Regions from separate parts of the Mus musculus genome. Here region 2 is linked to region 1. Evidence: chromatin contacts called from public HiChIP or PLAC-seq data. All regions are on one chromosome and are shown on one strand. The core of a region is the stretch at or near the end of the contact, and the rest is flanking DNA. Distances in the headings are between cores, read along the strand shown.

Region 1 (7,822 bases), core at 1,596-4,095:
TCGAAAGACAGAAAGTCTTGTGTTTGTAGATTTGTGATCTAATCCACTTCAAAAAAAGATTTATCTTGGCATTTTGAATTAAGTGTATGTGGGTGGGCATTTTCTTGAGAGCAGGCCATGAAGGCCAGAGGAGCAAATTACCCTGGGACTGGAGTTGTAGGCAGATGTGAGCCACCTGACATAGGTTCTAGGAATCAGACCCATTCTCTGTATCATGAATCATGTTGGTAACCACTGAGCCATCTCTCTGGCCCCACCTTTTACTTGCTTGGCCCCTTCTTGGTGCACCTAAGGAAACCTGGATGAAAGTATTTAAATTTAGTTCTGCTCTAAATTTGTTACTGGTTGTTGTTGTTGTTGTTTGAGGCAGGGTCTCAGATAGCCCAGGCTGGCCCCCGCCTCACTGTATCTTGAACCCTTGAGTGATCTTGAACCCCCGATCTTCCTCTCTTCTCTGCTAGTGCTGGGGTTAGAGGTGTGTGTGCCACCCAGTGTGCAGCTTCCAAGGATGACCCGGAAATACTTAAACTGTCTGTCTGCAGCTAATCTCTGGCACCTCTTCCTGCCGCTCTTGGACACTCACCAGCAGCAAACTCTTGCACCCAAGGAGAAAAACTAGACACGGGCCACTTCTTTATTATTAATTACAAGCGGGATGACCTCAGTGACTACGGGTGCTCCAGTGTGGTCATTCTCCTCAAATCAAAGGTAGAACCAGACTGCTGTCTGGCATCTGTATGAACTGTGTTCTGGGGGATTCCGTTACTGCCACTGAAAAGGTAAGGGCTTAGTATATTTGGAAAGACAACTTGTAGATGAGCTTACTTTATATCCAGAAAACCAAAAAAAGTAGTAATTTCAGATTAAAACACTCTGAAGCCTTGAAAGTGCTTCACAAAACATTACCCACTGCTTGGCTGCTCTTTGGTCCTTTTGGTTTTGTTTTAGAGAGCTATGGTTTCACGATGGAGCCTAGAATGGCCTTGAACTCCCAGTCCTCTTAGCCTTCGAGGTCAGGATTTACAGGTGTGCACCACCAAGCCTGCCGTTCTTTGACTTCAGCTAAAGTTTCCAGTTTTGACTTGATATCGGTTATGTTTGCCTTGTTCCATATTCAAAGCGACCACAGGATTTCAAATCGCCATGCCCCGAGAGTTCAGTTTGTTCCAACCATTCCAGACACATGCTGTCAGTCTTCGGTGAGATGTCTGTTATTTATCTCAGTTGTGTGGTCATCCTCGGGCAGGTTTTCCCGGGATGGCAGCAGAAACATCTCTTCTTCTACTGCCACTTTGTTTTTCTCAGTTTTTGTACACTGGCTGCTTCACAATCTATCAGAGGGATATTTCTCATTCTGTATGAAATAACCCCGCCGCAGATCTGCTAATCTGGTATCAAGGTCTGGTCTCTCTGCTCGCCATTCTTACTGGGTGCTTAGTCATGTCTCCTTCCCGCTGTTCGATGTCCTGCAGATGGCTATCTGGGCGATTTTATTCATTGTGGCTGCTCTATCTCCTGCGTTCTAAAGAACCTATGTCAGGAAATTGCCCCAGCTACCCTGAGAAATGGACAGAGGGGACCCCTAGGACATCACTAGGACACTCTGCTCTCTAGGACTGGGTATGTATCTTGCTATCTCTTTAATTTTTATCTGTTTTCACTCACTTGCTTTGTGAAACAAGGACCCTGCGGCCCCTTGCCTCTGCTTTTAACCCTTTCATGTCAACTGTTGGACGTGTTTTCTACAAAGGAGATTTTAAAAACGCTTATTCTCCAAGCAATATGTAATTAGATGTTTCTATCCCACCACAAATGTTTGATGCCTTTAATTAGGAGTGGTAATAAGACAACTCTTTTGTTTCAAAGAACATCATTGAAATAAATTCCCCTGCTCGGTTAATTGATCATTATTATCTTTTCTTTCTATTCCTACAAAATGTTACTCCTGTAAATTCTGTTTTCTGTCTATTTTTCCCCCCATCTCTCTCATCAATGTTTTCATTTCCCTCTGCACAGTTTGCTCACAAGGATGAGATACCCTCTGTGAAAATGCTTCACTTCCTTGCCTTCATCTCCCTGTGGAGACCTAGGCCTTTCCAGTTCATCTCAACACCCACTGGGCTCCGAGGGCACTGAATCGACATCCGGGCTTCCAGTCTGAATGCCTGACTGTTGGGGCCCATATCTCCTAAGAGGCCAAAATGAATAAATCCTGTTCCAGAGCGCCCAAAGGCACGCCAAGTCATGAATTCCCACTGTGCCCCACCGTGCCTCAGTTTACCATGGTTGTTCCAGGGATCCCTCATTACCAAGAGGTCAAACCCATGAGGCCCCCTCGTCTACAGCACAAGAGGACCATGGTGGCCAAGAAAAGCTTGTTGATGTTGGAATTCAAAAGTCTAAAAATTAGGAGTTTAAATTGCATCACCCCCATTTCTAAAGGAAGCAGGAAGGGGGCATCCAGTGGCTCGGTTACTACTTCTTGGGCTTTTTGATTTATCTCCAAAGAGTTTTGATGGAGAAGGGAAGGAGACAAAATTAAATCCAGGGACATTTAACTCTGTACTTAAAACAATGACAAGCACACCTAGGCTAGGTTACTAGCACTGTTGTTGTTTTATTTAAAGCTAAGATGTCTTCCAATTTGATATAGATTTTTGTCACTGAGAGATGATATAGAAATAATGAAAAGAAATCAAACTTCAAACAGAAATACAAAGCAGTGTCTGCAGTAAAAAGCTATAAACAATAGGTAAGGCAAGAGAAACATTTACATTTAGTACAGACCAAACAGACAAGAAGGGACTTGCTGGCCCAAGATAGCTCATATTTTGTTGAACTTCTCTGTTCTTCAAGTATCAGGAAGTTGGGCCAAATGTCAGCTGTCTTCTCTGCTCTGAGGACTTCCCAGCACTGTTCTTGGCTAGCCTATTCTTAGTTTGAAACTGGCATTTTCCAACAATTTTACAGGTTGAAATTAAAGCAACAACTTAGTTACTGCAAATTCTCTAATCTTCCAGAGTTTCAAAGAGGCTGTGGAATGGAACGTAGAATTTATCTGAGATGACATTTAACACATAGCTAGGGATCATGGTCTTCCGGCCAGAATTTTATTTATTTATTTATTTATTTATTTATTTATTGGAAAGCATATTCCATCAGCACCCATGGTCTTTGAACTTCCCTGATAAAGGTATGTTTATATTTTTGTGCTCTGGTGTACCAGGGGCTAAACAAATTCTTTTATTACAGTATTATAAAATCTACTGCAAGTCACCTAGACAACTTTGTAGACGGTATCTGCAAATATTGTGTAGTATGGAGCAGATTTCCCAGTTTCTCGGCAGTGAAATTAAGTGTTTCTTCTATGCTGAGATAAACAGTCTATAGGTGGAAAGAGGGGTGGAGGATGGGAGGACTAATTAGCATAATTTTAATCAATTTTCAAGGGACTTCATGATTGTAAGTCTCCTGATAATTCTGAAGATTAAAGCGGAGGACTTAACAAGATTCCGGAAGGTTCCGGGAGATGCTCTTCTACAAGTGATCTGAACAGGGCTTCACATCATCCGATTTTTATCTGGGGGTGGTGGCGGCAGCAGGGAATAGGATAAGTCCTGCAGGGTTAACCCCTAAAGAGATTCCGGAATCTTAATTCACATGTAAATGTAAAGACTGTTGGTAGAAACTGCTTCTGTGTGTTTGGTAGGAGCTGGCACACAGAGGGGCCAGGGCCCATAGAAAATACAGCAAGGAAGATGGTCTGTTTCCAAGTCCAGCTTCCTCTTAAACCCAGCCTTTAAATCTCCTTTCCCTCCGCAAATTCTATCTACTGACTGGTGAGCTCCTTGAAGCAGCCGTCCCTCTGTGGGACAGCATAGGTGGTGACAGATATTAATCCAGAGGTCTGATTTTTCAACTTCCCTGTCCACCGTGACCTTTGTCATGGCTCCTGGCTGTCACTCAGGGAAACACACTGAGGTCTTTCCAAAATCATTTGTAAAGGGGAATCTCTACGGCAGTGATTATTTTTGTTAAAAGGAAAAAATTATTTTTCGTGGCTTGTAAAGGCAATGTGTAAGGTCTTTAATTCTTTTGAAAAGAAAAATAAACATTTCCATGTGGTAGCTCAAGACGGGACCACGTCAACTCCTGAAGACCATTTTAAAAATCAGTTATTTAGTGTCTTGATAAACTGGGATTCCCTGGTAGACTAAGACGAAGAAGAACAACCACAACCACAACAATAACAACAACAACAACCACAGCAACAAAGCTCAGAAAAGACCCAATTTCTTCCCTCAAGGAAGCCACAGTCCCTTTAGCTAGGCTGGCAGGGAGATCTACCTTAACTGGCCCTTTCCTTGACTACAATAAGTTTGATTTCTCTCTGTTCTCTGAAAGTGACCTTAGGGCTGAGCCCAGATAGGTCCCTCTCAGGGTAAACAGAAGACAACACCAGCTAAATTTGTTTTTCTAAAGGAATTGGGACGGATTCCCCAATACTTGGAAGGGAAGGAAAACCCGAGTGCCTGGCTCCCCTTCAGACTCTCAACCCCACCTCTACCCCTTTAAAAAGTTGCTTTCACAACAGTGGTAAAGGTGGCAATTCTACAGACAGAGTCAGCAGCAAATTCTACTTCTATGATTTTTTTTTTTAATGTGGATGGTCTTTTTAGCATGAAAAGGGGAACCGGACAGCACTTGTCAAAAAGTGAGCGCTATTCATTGTAATTAGATCAAGATCCAGCTGAGGCCTGGAACTACGAAAAGCTTAAATTAAATTAATCTCCCTCCTAAATGAGACAATTATTCAGCTAAATTGAAAAAAAGAAAAAAGAAAAAGGAGAGCAGCTTCCCTTTTCAGCTCGGGTCCCGCCTTCTTAGCCTTTTAAAAACACAACTTGACAGAGTCTTTTTGCTCTCAGCTGTACCTTTTAAAACCCACCTCAGGAGAAGACCAAAGAAGAGAATCTAAATTCCTCCAGCTCCCTGCCAGAGTTGTAGGGTGGTTCTTTCTTTCTTCTTCTTCTTCTTATTCTTTTTTTTTTTAAACCGCCCGAGGTTGTTTATATATAGCTTCTGAAAGCCAAGTTTTAGACGCAACACAAAGCTAGGGCAAGATCAGGGTGAAAAGCGACCTGACCAACGTGAGCTGCCCACCTGAAGTTGCCGGGTCTACAAGGCCCCTTGCTCAAACAGAAAAGCTGCTGGATTGGACCTTTTTGGGTGTCGGTAGACACCTTGTCACCTTTCTTGCCTGGGGCTTAATTTAGGTGAGCCAGCGATAATATTCTGGAGGTTCCAGAAAAAGCAACAGGATTCAATACTTGCGGCTTCTGGCAGGAGCAGGCTACAGGCTCGGAAAAACTCCGGACTTTGGCAAACTTAACCAACTACTCCTTGCCGCGGACTTTGGACACGCTGAATCTTATAGCGCGATTTAAAAAAAAAAAAAAAAAAAAAAGGCGGCGGGGCGTGTGTGTGTGTGTGTGTGTGTGTGTGTGTGTGTGTGTGTGTGTGTGTGTGATCCCTGGCTGTTTCCCTTGGTTTATTTATTTATTTTTTTCTTCTGACCTGAAGGTACTAAAGCATCTCTTATTTTATTTCCTGATGCTTTCATTTGAGAGATACAAAACGGTCTGGGTGTTCATCCAGAGGTTCGGGGAACCTTAAGGAAGATGGACTGGCCCGATCCAAGGTTCTAACTTTTTCTATTTCGTAGCAAAGATAAGGAAGGCCCTTGGTAGGCGCTCTGAAATTATCCTGATTTTTTTTTAAAAAAACTCCCTCTTGGATACCTCTGAGGCTGACCCTCCCGAGGGTCGCCACGGTAACGCAGCATCCCCCCCCCCATCCCAAACTCAGTGAGAAGGACCAGAGACTTCTACTACAGGCAGCACCCTTCTCTAGAAGCCGCCTTAGCCTCTGCCCCCTAGGCTCACTCTGGCCATCGGCTGACCTCCACCTGCTCCTCCCGCCACCCTCTTCAGGCAGGAGTACCTTGAAAGCGATGGGCAGGGTCTTGTTGCAGCGCCAGTGAGTGGGTAGCACGGAGCAGAGGAAGTTGGGGCTGTCGGTGCGCACTAGCTCGCCAGGGTGGTCAGCTAGTACCTCCACCATGCTGCGGTCGCCGCTCCTCAGCTTGCTGGCCAGGGCGGCGCCGCCATCCGGGGCGCCCAGCGGCAGCGCCTCGCTCATCTTGCCGGGGCTCAGCGCGGTGGAAGGCGGCGTGAAGCGGCGGCTCGTGCTGGCATCTACGGGGATACGCATCACAACAAGCCGATTGAGTAAGGACCCTGAAAACAGCTCCTACTAGACGGCGACAGGGGCTCGGATCTTCTGCAAGCTGCTCCCGGGAGACCAACATACAAGTTCAGAAGCCTTTATTACTACCGGAGGGTTGTGGGGGTAGGAGACTAAATTACCATCAGTCCCGGACTGAGATCTAGTTACACGGATCGGCCTCACACCCAAGCAGGGTTAGCAACTGGCCGCTTAGTGCGTTAAAAAGTGGGCAACCAGAATTCAAAGTCAAATGCCCAACAGAGCCTCGCTTTGAGAGTTGAAGTTCAGTCTTTGGCTATTACAAACGGTCCCGGAGGCAAAATTCCCATACGCGTCCTAAAATATTTATGCGCAGAACAACAACAACAACCAAAAAATGACCAGCAAAAACTAGATTTGGAAGTTCCAGCAGTTAGTTGCCTGTCAGTTTGTTTTTCTTTCTTGCGGGTCAGTTTTGTTTAGAGTCTCAACAAAATACAAAACTTAGGAGTGTCTTCCATACAGAGCGCCCCTCTTACCATGAAAAACTCACTTCGTTTCTCAAAAGCAAGAGCCGTAACTTTAAAAGATTGTGCTACTAATGTATGTGCTCGTATATATAAATATATACATATGATCTACTTCATAAAATATTTACAATACAATCTGTAGAGAATTTAAACACAACAGAAATCCATTAATGTTTGCTGCAGTTTTTTTTTTTTTAAGTAGCCTTGAAAATCAGCTTCAGTAGTTGGAAGGCTGGGATAGGATCACTTGTCATTACTCAATAAATTCTGGCCAAATAAATGGTCAGTGCTTTACAAAGATCTGTAGCTAATCTTAAAAAAAAAAAAGTCAAACTCGATGACACTCAGGGTAGAGCTTCCCACAGCTGAGGACTCTGGTTTGGGAACGCTGGTTAAGTTTGTGGCTGATCCTGTGGTTTGGTGGGAGTTGAGCCGCAGTTGGGTCACACACACAGGCAGACTCGCACTCTTCGGAAGTCAGCCACTGTCTACATTGGTTGAGTGAGTCAGCCCAGAGTCTGGCAAGATGATCTTCCTCCAACGTCGCCCGGCGGTGGCTGGTTTTCTGCTGGGGCGCACAAATACCCACGAGCGAGCACCGTGTAACCGCAGCAGGTGGAGCGGGCCTGGGAGGAGGCACCGTAGACCAGTAGGCTCGAGTTACACACGCTCACTCCCACGCACCCTGCCACGCACACGCAACTTCACCGCTCGCCTGGAACTCCGGAACACTTTCTCCCGCAGTTGTCAAAAGAAACAATCGGAGAAAAGTTCACAGCCTAGAAGTTGAAACATCCAAAGCCTAGAAGCCGGTTCATTCAAAAGTAAGAAAGGGAAAATAAAAATAAAAATTAAAAAAAAAAAAAAAGGAAAGGAAAGGAAAACAAGAAGGTCCAACGCAGATCTAGAAAGAGCCGCAAAGGGTGACTTTCTTGCGTCTCGGGGAGCTCAGGATGGAAGTGCCAGCCGCGGGGCCGGGCAGCGTGGTGCCCTGGCTGGGTCCGGCCGCGGGGCGCCCGTCCTGC
Region 2 (7,822 bases), core at 3,880-6,379, 520 kb after region 1:
TCCTGCTCTTCCATGTTTTGTGTTTTGTCCTATCATGTGTCATGTGCACACACACACACACACACACACACACACACACACACATGATTTTTTTTCTCCTCTTTAGGTCCAATGTCATGTTCATCCATCAGCAGCTGAAGTGCTGGAATTTCTCTACAGACCAAAAGAAAAAAGAAAAATAAAGGCTTCACCTTTGGTGAGCTTTATCTGACAACCTTGGCAAGGCAAGGGCCACTGAGCAGAAATCTAGATTCCATGAGAGACCAACTCTGCAGACTCCAGCTTGGGCCCAGAAAAGCAGAAATTCCAAATGATACATCTCATCTTAATGTATGCTAATCAGTGTCCGATGGCCTGTTATTGGTTGGGCCTCCAAGGGAAGACAAAAACACAGGCCATAGGAGAGACAGCTAGTAACATAGGAGAGAAGCTAGTATGTGTGTGCATGTGAGCATACAGACTTGAGTGTTCGTGCACACATATGTGTGAGTGTGAAGGTCAGAGAACAACTTCAGTGCCATTCCTGGGTTAATATCCACCTGCTTAGGGCAGGACAAGGCTTCTTACTAGCCTGGTACTTAACAGTTTGCCCCAGGGATCCACCTGTCTCTGCCTTCACAGGGCTGGGACTGTAGGCGCAGACTGCCAGGCCTCCTTCCTAACACATGTTCAGGCCTGGCAACTCCAGTCCTGTGTTCAAGACAAACACATTTCTTAATGCACTAACTTCCCAGCATGGAAAATGCATTTCTCATATTCAAGTTCATATATGCTTTTTATATTTAAAACACACACACACAAACCACATCATACCACACACATACTCACACACAAACACACCATACACATCCACCACAAACATATCACACACACACACACACACACACATACCACAGACAGACGGACACACACACACATACTCTACCTACCATAGATATACCTCTCTCTCTCTTTCTCTCTCTCTCTCTCTCTTACACACACACACAAATACACACACACATTCACATACCACAGATGGACAGGCATACACACACCCCACAGACAGACAGACACATACACACATACACACCTTTCAGGAGGAAATATTGTTCCCTCTTATCAGTAAATTAAAATAGAGTATCCATCATGACACTCGAATGTATATTTTATACAGTCAGGTTGTGAAACTGTTTCACACATTTCCTCATTTCTGAACATCCTTTGTCCACAGTGATATTTAACCCAGAGAGTTCCCAAAATGCTGGTCACTTGTTCCATTACATTTGGTTAAAATTCTGAAACCAAAGTTCAGTTTCAGTCCGAGCTCGCCTCTGAATGCTTCTGGGTTCTGACGCCAGTGCATATGGACGGATCCAAGGAGGTCCCAGCCCTAGACAGTTCGCACTGTGGTCCACACTTGGTTTTGATTAATTTATTAACCCAAGATGTCCCCAGGGAGTAGGGTTACGGGAAACACACCTTGAATTCTTTTGTTTGTACATTTCAACTCTGCTATTCATGGAACTGCTGAGCCTTTCATTCCCCCCACTATCTTTCTTGCCAGCAAAGTAAAATATGTTTTTAAGTGTTTGGAAGCAGAGAGACAATGTGTTTTAAATGTACTACACACACACACACACACACACACACACATCCATTATTGTTCTCAGCCATCTCCTGCATCCAGAGGCTGAGAATGTAGACTTGCCCTCTGACCTCCTAAATTATCGGAGGCGAAACTCCCTTTTCAACAAGATATATAGCTTTTGTGGTTTCCTCCAGCGTCTAGCATCTCCCTAGCCCATCTTTAGTCCCAAAAGTGTCATTTTTATGAGAGGCAAAATTCTTCCCAGGGCAAATTCTCCCGACACTATGTTTTTAGGGAGGCAATTGCAAACATTTAATGACAAGGTGCCGCCGGGACTCACAAGAAGCCTCTCTGGTGGGAAACACAAAGCTCGCTGCTCAAGGGTCTACCCACCATTCTACTCCCCTGGGGCTATCTCCCACCCCCCCAGGCAGAGAGAGCAGCTTTCACTCCCACAACCACGTGGCCAAATTATCATACAGTCAGCAATAATCCTTAGGAATCCATAACTCCCAGCTTATATCTTCAATACTTTGGATTTCCCAGGGGGAAATCAGTATTGAGTTGGAAGGCAATCACAAGGTGTTTTGCAGAAAGCCTGAGCTGCTATTGTGACAGACAGACCTGTGTCTGTTATTTAAAGAAGCACTAGCCATATGCATACTGGACCAGCTCCTCACAAATCTTCTTGCATAAGATAAAAGCTTACAACAGCGTAGGGGTGTGGCTCAGTGGGCAGTGTTCACCTAACACGCATGAGGCCCTGAGTTCAATCCCAGCACTACATATAATGGTGTGACGGTGCAGACCTGTAAGCTTAGGGCCATCCTCAGCTACAAACCATATTTGAGGCTAGCCTGGGCTACATGAGACCCTGTCCTAATAGAAAAAGTTTCCCCATGAGTGTGGAAAATTAAGATTGCTGAATTCTGCTTTTAGTTGTTCAGTTCTGTTGTTTTCTAAGCATTAGTCCTTAACCAAACCATACAGACCGTATACTAGCCTAGGAAATAATGGTTGTTTACTATAAAATTAAAAAACTAGTCAAAAACGAGTATTTATCGAAACTATTCCTTCTCTGTTTCACAGTTCCTGGCTCTAGAACTTAAATAAGATGCCATTTTTATTACTAAGTGGTTTATAAGGTATTGGAGAATTTAAAGAAACATAATGGCATTTAGAAATATAATGAGAAACATCCTTTTTAAACTTTATGTGTATGGGTGTTTGCCTGCAGTTCTGTATATGATGTGTATTACACATGGACAGAGGGGTGTGGGGGTGTGGGGGCGTGTGGGGGTGTGTGTGTGTGTGATCGTGTGTATATATAAGATCATGTGTGTATGATTAGATGTGTGACCAATGTGTATGTACCATATATATATGTGCAATCTTGTATATGTGAGCACTGTGTGTGATTATGTGTGTGTGATTATGTATGTATATAATCATCTGCATGAGTGATATTGTGTGCAATCATGTATGTGTGAGATCGTGTGTATATATGAGATTATATGTGTGTAATTATGTATACATATGAGATCATGTGTGCGTGTAAGATCATGTCTATGGATGCAGGTATACATGTGCCGTTGTGCATATGTGGTGATCAGAGGACAAGCTACAGGTAGTGACCCTCACCTTGTTGGAGGCAGGTACTCTTATTCACCACTGCATACCCCAGGTGAGCTGGTCTGTGAACCTACGGAGAATCCCCTCTCTTTGATTCCTATCTCACTTCAGGAGATCTGGGATAGCACGAACACACACACACACACACACACACACACACACACACACACACGAGCACCCGCTATCTTATCTAGCTTTTCATGCAGGATCCAGGAAGACAAACTCAGTTCTTCAAGGTTGCCGGTGACCACTTCCCCCACTGATGCATCTCCTTGGCTCCAGACAATCATAGTCAGAGGGCGTGCTCAGCCTTATTTCCAACCTACATTCCTTGATAGCCAGGAAATGAGTCTGCCTTGGAGCACCAGCTTCTTCCTCTGCAGAGCAGGGTCCTCCTGCTGGGGACCATCCTTGTAAAGATTAATATAAAGATGCAATACTCCGATACCTGCCAGGTATTATAGCCTGCATGCCATTGGCTGTATGTAGCCTAGAACACTGCCTAGACTCTGTTGTTCACTTGAGCAAAGTTAGCTGTGTATAGACTAGGATGCTGCCATGACTGTATGTAGCCTAGGATAGCTCTGTATGTAGCCTAGGATAGCTCTGTATGTAGCCTAGGATAGCTCTGTATGTAGCCTAAGGAAAACAGTAAGCTTAAGTATTATGATACTTTTTGTGTGTGACTTTTTTTTTTGTAACTTGAGGTTCTCAGTGTGAACTTTGTAGATGACAAAATCGCACTGTAGCAATATCAAAACCTTGGGCCTGCCTGCAGGGATTCTGATACATTGATGAGACCTCAAACCAGCAGTCCCTTCCCCCTGCATCAAGGAGAACATGAACCATTAGCCTGGCTCTGTGGACCCATGACCCTTTGCTGACCTCTGTATGTCTCCAGGCTGTCCTTGAACTAGCCTAGCTCAGGCTTCTCCATGACTTTGTTGTTCCCTTGGGCAAAGTAGCTCCAAGCTCTCTCATTACGTTATCTGTGCATCCCCTCCACCCCCAACGTGGAACTATGTGCTTTTTCCAGGTTTTTTGGATTGGTGCAAACTTGGGAAACAAATTCATTCCCTAGATAATCTACACGCAACCTCAAAGGAAATTTCAAAACCTGTCTGTCCCCACTTCCTTCTCATCGCAGGGCAAGCACATCACTAGCATAGATCACATAGTTACACACTGGCCTTGCCTTCCACATGTAAGCAACCTCGGTGCTCCCAGTATTACCTCAGTATAGCCAAAAATGCAGAGAGGAAAAAAAATCAACAAAACAAAAGGAATGAATTCCCCAGGTAAAATAGAGCTCACGAGCCACGTGAAACCATATCCCTAATCCCTCATGACCAGGGATTTTAATAAGACACATCCAACTACCAACGAGTTCAAATCCTCCAAGAGAGCAAAAGATGCTGAGCTCTGCCCAAGGCAACATCCAGTAGCCCTATTCCAGGCCACGGGGATTCGGCCACCGTGGGGCTGTAAGGCCAACCTCGTGTCCTTGTAGGAAACCCCAGAAAGCAAGACTCTGTGGATTGGTGGCACAGTGCTCTGAAGGTCAGGAAGGCCATGGGCCTCACCGTCCTGAACATTCTCCATTGGGTCTGTGAGTCAGAGGAGAGTCCCAGTAGGAGGAGCACTGAGAATGTCCACAGGTCCCATGGCCATGAAGAAGCCGCCAAGGGAGCTTGCTTTGTGTTACACGGTCAGGTAGAGTCCACCTCCTTTTCCAGAGCAATCTAAGCGTAGGCTCTGTGTTCCACAGGGCATACAGCTCCATGAGCCTCTCTCTCCCCATCTCTCGTGAGATGCCTGAAGAGCAGACAACAGCAAATTTTGGAGCTTCACTGGTGACAGAGAGAGAGGCTGTGGGCAGGCTAGGCCTCAGCACACAATACACAAGTCAGTCTTCAGTGCTCCCCAACCTTCCTAACGCTGAGACACTTAATAGACTTCCTCATGCTGTGGTGACCCCAACCGTAAAATTGTGTGTGTTGCTACTTCATAACTGTAATTTTGCTATTGTTCTATATTGAAATGTAGATACCTGTGTTTTTGTATGGTCTTAGGTGATCCTGTGATAAGGTCCTTTGAAACCGTCCCCCGAAAGGCATCATGACCCACAGGTTGAGAACCACTGGCTTAGGAGCATATCTTCTTTCAGGAACATTTAAACTTCTTGAAGCTTTCACCCTTACCCCCAACAAAACATTTTGTTAACAGTCAGCTTCCTCTTTCTGACTCACGATAGAAATCTTAAGGCACGCACACAGGCAAATTTGAAGAAGCTGAAAGTCTACACTCCCATTGTCTGAAAGAAGGAGCAATAAAGACTGTCTTCTATGTCCTTCCTGACTCTACAAAAACCCTGTTTACAATAAGCTTGTATTATTTATACAGCCTTCAAGGGGAAGCTCTCTGTGTTAATGTTTTTATGGTAGTTTTTCTCATCACTGGAGAATTTGGGCTTTTGTTTTAAACAATGTTTGTAGGCTATATATAGTGCATCTGGTATTAAAAGCGATGTACCTTGCTCACGTCTTAGCCAATAATCTCTTTCTTGTTTTATGATGAGAAAACCAGAGTCTATAATCACCCAAGTCATTCGTGAGCAAAGCGAGGGGCCAGCTCCCAGGACTGGGCTTCACCACTGAGCTATAGCAGCCCACTAGACAGCTGGAGCATCTAGGGTGTGACAAAAACACAATGGCCTTCATGTATCACAGACACAAAGCCTCAGGTACCCCAGGCTAGCCTAAAACTCCTTATATAGCTGGAGGCTCACCTTGCACCTCTGAATCCCCTGCCTGCACCCTGAGTGCTGTGATTACAGGCTTTGCACCACCACATCTGGTTTATCCAGTGCTGGAGAGGGAACCCAGGTCTTTCTGTATGGGCTTAAGCACTCTCCCACTGAGATATGTTGCTAGCCCAAGAAGACTTCTGAATAAACAGAAATTATATGAACTACCAGTGGGAGGAAATGCTCCTGATTTGGAGAGTGGTAGTGATAGACAATTAAAATTATTTAAAGAAAACCATGGTAAAAATATATTTCTCAGACGGGCAGTTGGTGATACACGCCTTTAATCCCAGCACTTGGGAGGCAGAGGCAGGTAGATTTCTGAGTTCAATGTCAGCCTGGTCTACAGAGTGAGTTCCAGGACAGCCAGGGCTATACAGAGAAACCCTGTCTTGAAAAACCACTATACACACACACACACACACACACACACACACACACACGCACGCACACACACACATACACGCACACACACATGCACACACACATAATTTCTCACTGTGTCTTTCTGTGCAATTTCTAGTAAAATATGAACCTGAAAATGTACAACCCTCACCTTCCTCTTTGGCTTTATGACTAGCGGTTTCAAATGTGACACTGAACATCTCTTGAGGCAGCCTGAATCTGTATCCCCAGGCCATGTCACTCAAAGTTGGCTCAAAACAAACCCTCTCTCATCCTCCTCTGAGTGAAAATGGAGCTCTGTGTGGCAGGTTCCACATGGAGAAGCACCTCCGACCAAATGGAATGCTTGTTGGGAGTCGCATGCGAAATGCCCGCACTGGGCAGACAGACACGTGTTTTCACACATCCTCTGAAGGGCAAGATGCAGTGGGACTGTTTCCCAGAGAAACAATTAGAGAATACTGGAGCCAGATAATTTACAACCTAATGTTAACAGTGAGAGGGGTAGATTCCCACAGTCGTGTCCCCCAGATAAGAACAGCCTTGGAAACTGGACCCTCACAAATCTTAGATGTCACAACACAGGGGTCGGGACCTCCTTCTCCTCCGACTCTGAAGAAAGCCAAAGGCAGATCCCCTCTTAGCGAATGCGTGTAAAATACAAGATTAGCTAGCTTTGCTCCATCGTTGAGTCTGCAAAAAGAAATACTGTTATTGTTGGTTTTGAAATTTTGTTTCCTTTTATTTCACTGAGGCTAGAACATGAAGCAAAATGGCAAGCTTCCCACCACATAAAGAAGCCATTTGGTCCCGTCGAGGACAGAATAAAAATTCTAACTGTGGCATACAGCTAGCACCTGCTCTGGAGCCAGGAGGGAGACAGGACCACAGAGGGGCCAATCTCCTGCTTCCTCCTAGCTACAACCCCAGAAGCCTGAAGTTATCTCTGCCCAAAACCTGGTTGCCTTGGCTGTCAGGAAGGAAGTGAGTTTTCCCAGGATTCCAGCAGACCTAAGACCTAGAATGGGAGAGCAGGTGGATCCTCAGCCCAGCTCCCCAGCTTCAGTGGGAAGGCGATTAAAGGATTAAAATTTGCAGGCAAAGCAATGGAGATCCGAACCATCCCCTCCCCTCCTTGTAACTGAGAAGATAAAAGCTGTTTCCTTTCAAAGCTTCGGGTTAGAGATGAGAGTATTAGCCAATATGTAATCTTATAGCCCCGGCACTCAGCTGAGAGGGGAGAGAGGATAGCCAAGTGTCAATCTGCATTTAGAAAGGGGGGGGGGAGATTAACCCTTGAAATACTCCATCTGAAAACGAAGAAACGTCGTTTCTCTAGGGATGGCTCCCAAACAGGATGATTGGAGATACTGTTATTACAACTGGAAAGAAGTTGGGTGCCGCCGGCGGCA

The links. HiChIP or PLAC-seq counts read pairs in DNA pulled down with a chosen protein or histone mark.
Region 2: an H3K4me3 HiChIP or PLAC-seq map of bone marrow-derived macrophages shows a contact between it and region 1, with 4 times the contacts expected there. The contact joins two enhancer-like sites. A contact is called at or near these places in 2 of 15 datasets of contacts at CTCF or cohesin (large pre-B cells and pro-B cells), 10 of 484 Hi-C or Micro-C datasets (ECoMG-derived neutrophils, the G1E-ER4 cell line, brown adipocytes and 6 more), 17 of 115 datasets of contacts at active chromatin or transcription factors (the 230-238 cell line, the NIH/3T3 cell line, the SCID.adh cell line and 12 more) and 3 of 9 other capture datasets (adipose tissue, embryonic stem cells and liver).

The regions. Positions count from the first base shown.
Region 1 is chr16:92,689,481-92,697,302 of GRCm38.p6, forward strand. Runx1 (runt related transcription factor 1) reads right to left here. Exons shown (of 8, transcript NM_001111021.2): 3 at 6,004-6,257. Among named protein-coding and RNA genes, the nearest start is that of Gm30281, 69 kb to the right of the region's middle. Within about 2 kb of position 2,846, at least 18 of the 459 cell types and tissues checked have an H3K27ac peak or open chromatin away from gene starts, as enhancers often do. A contact at or near this core is called in the G1E-ER4 cell line and bone marrow-derived macrophages, where this site is marked.
Region 2 is chr16:93,210,407-93,218,228 of GRCm38.p6, forward strand. No RefSeq gene overlaps it. Among named protein-coding and RNA genes, the nearest start is that of Gm30530, 21 kb to the left of the region's middle. Within about 2 kb of position 5,130, at least 28 of the 459 cell types and tissues checked have an H3K27ac peak or open chromatin away from gene starts, as enhancers often do. A contact at or near this core is called in the G1E-ER4 cell line and bone marrow-derived macrophages, where this site is marked.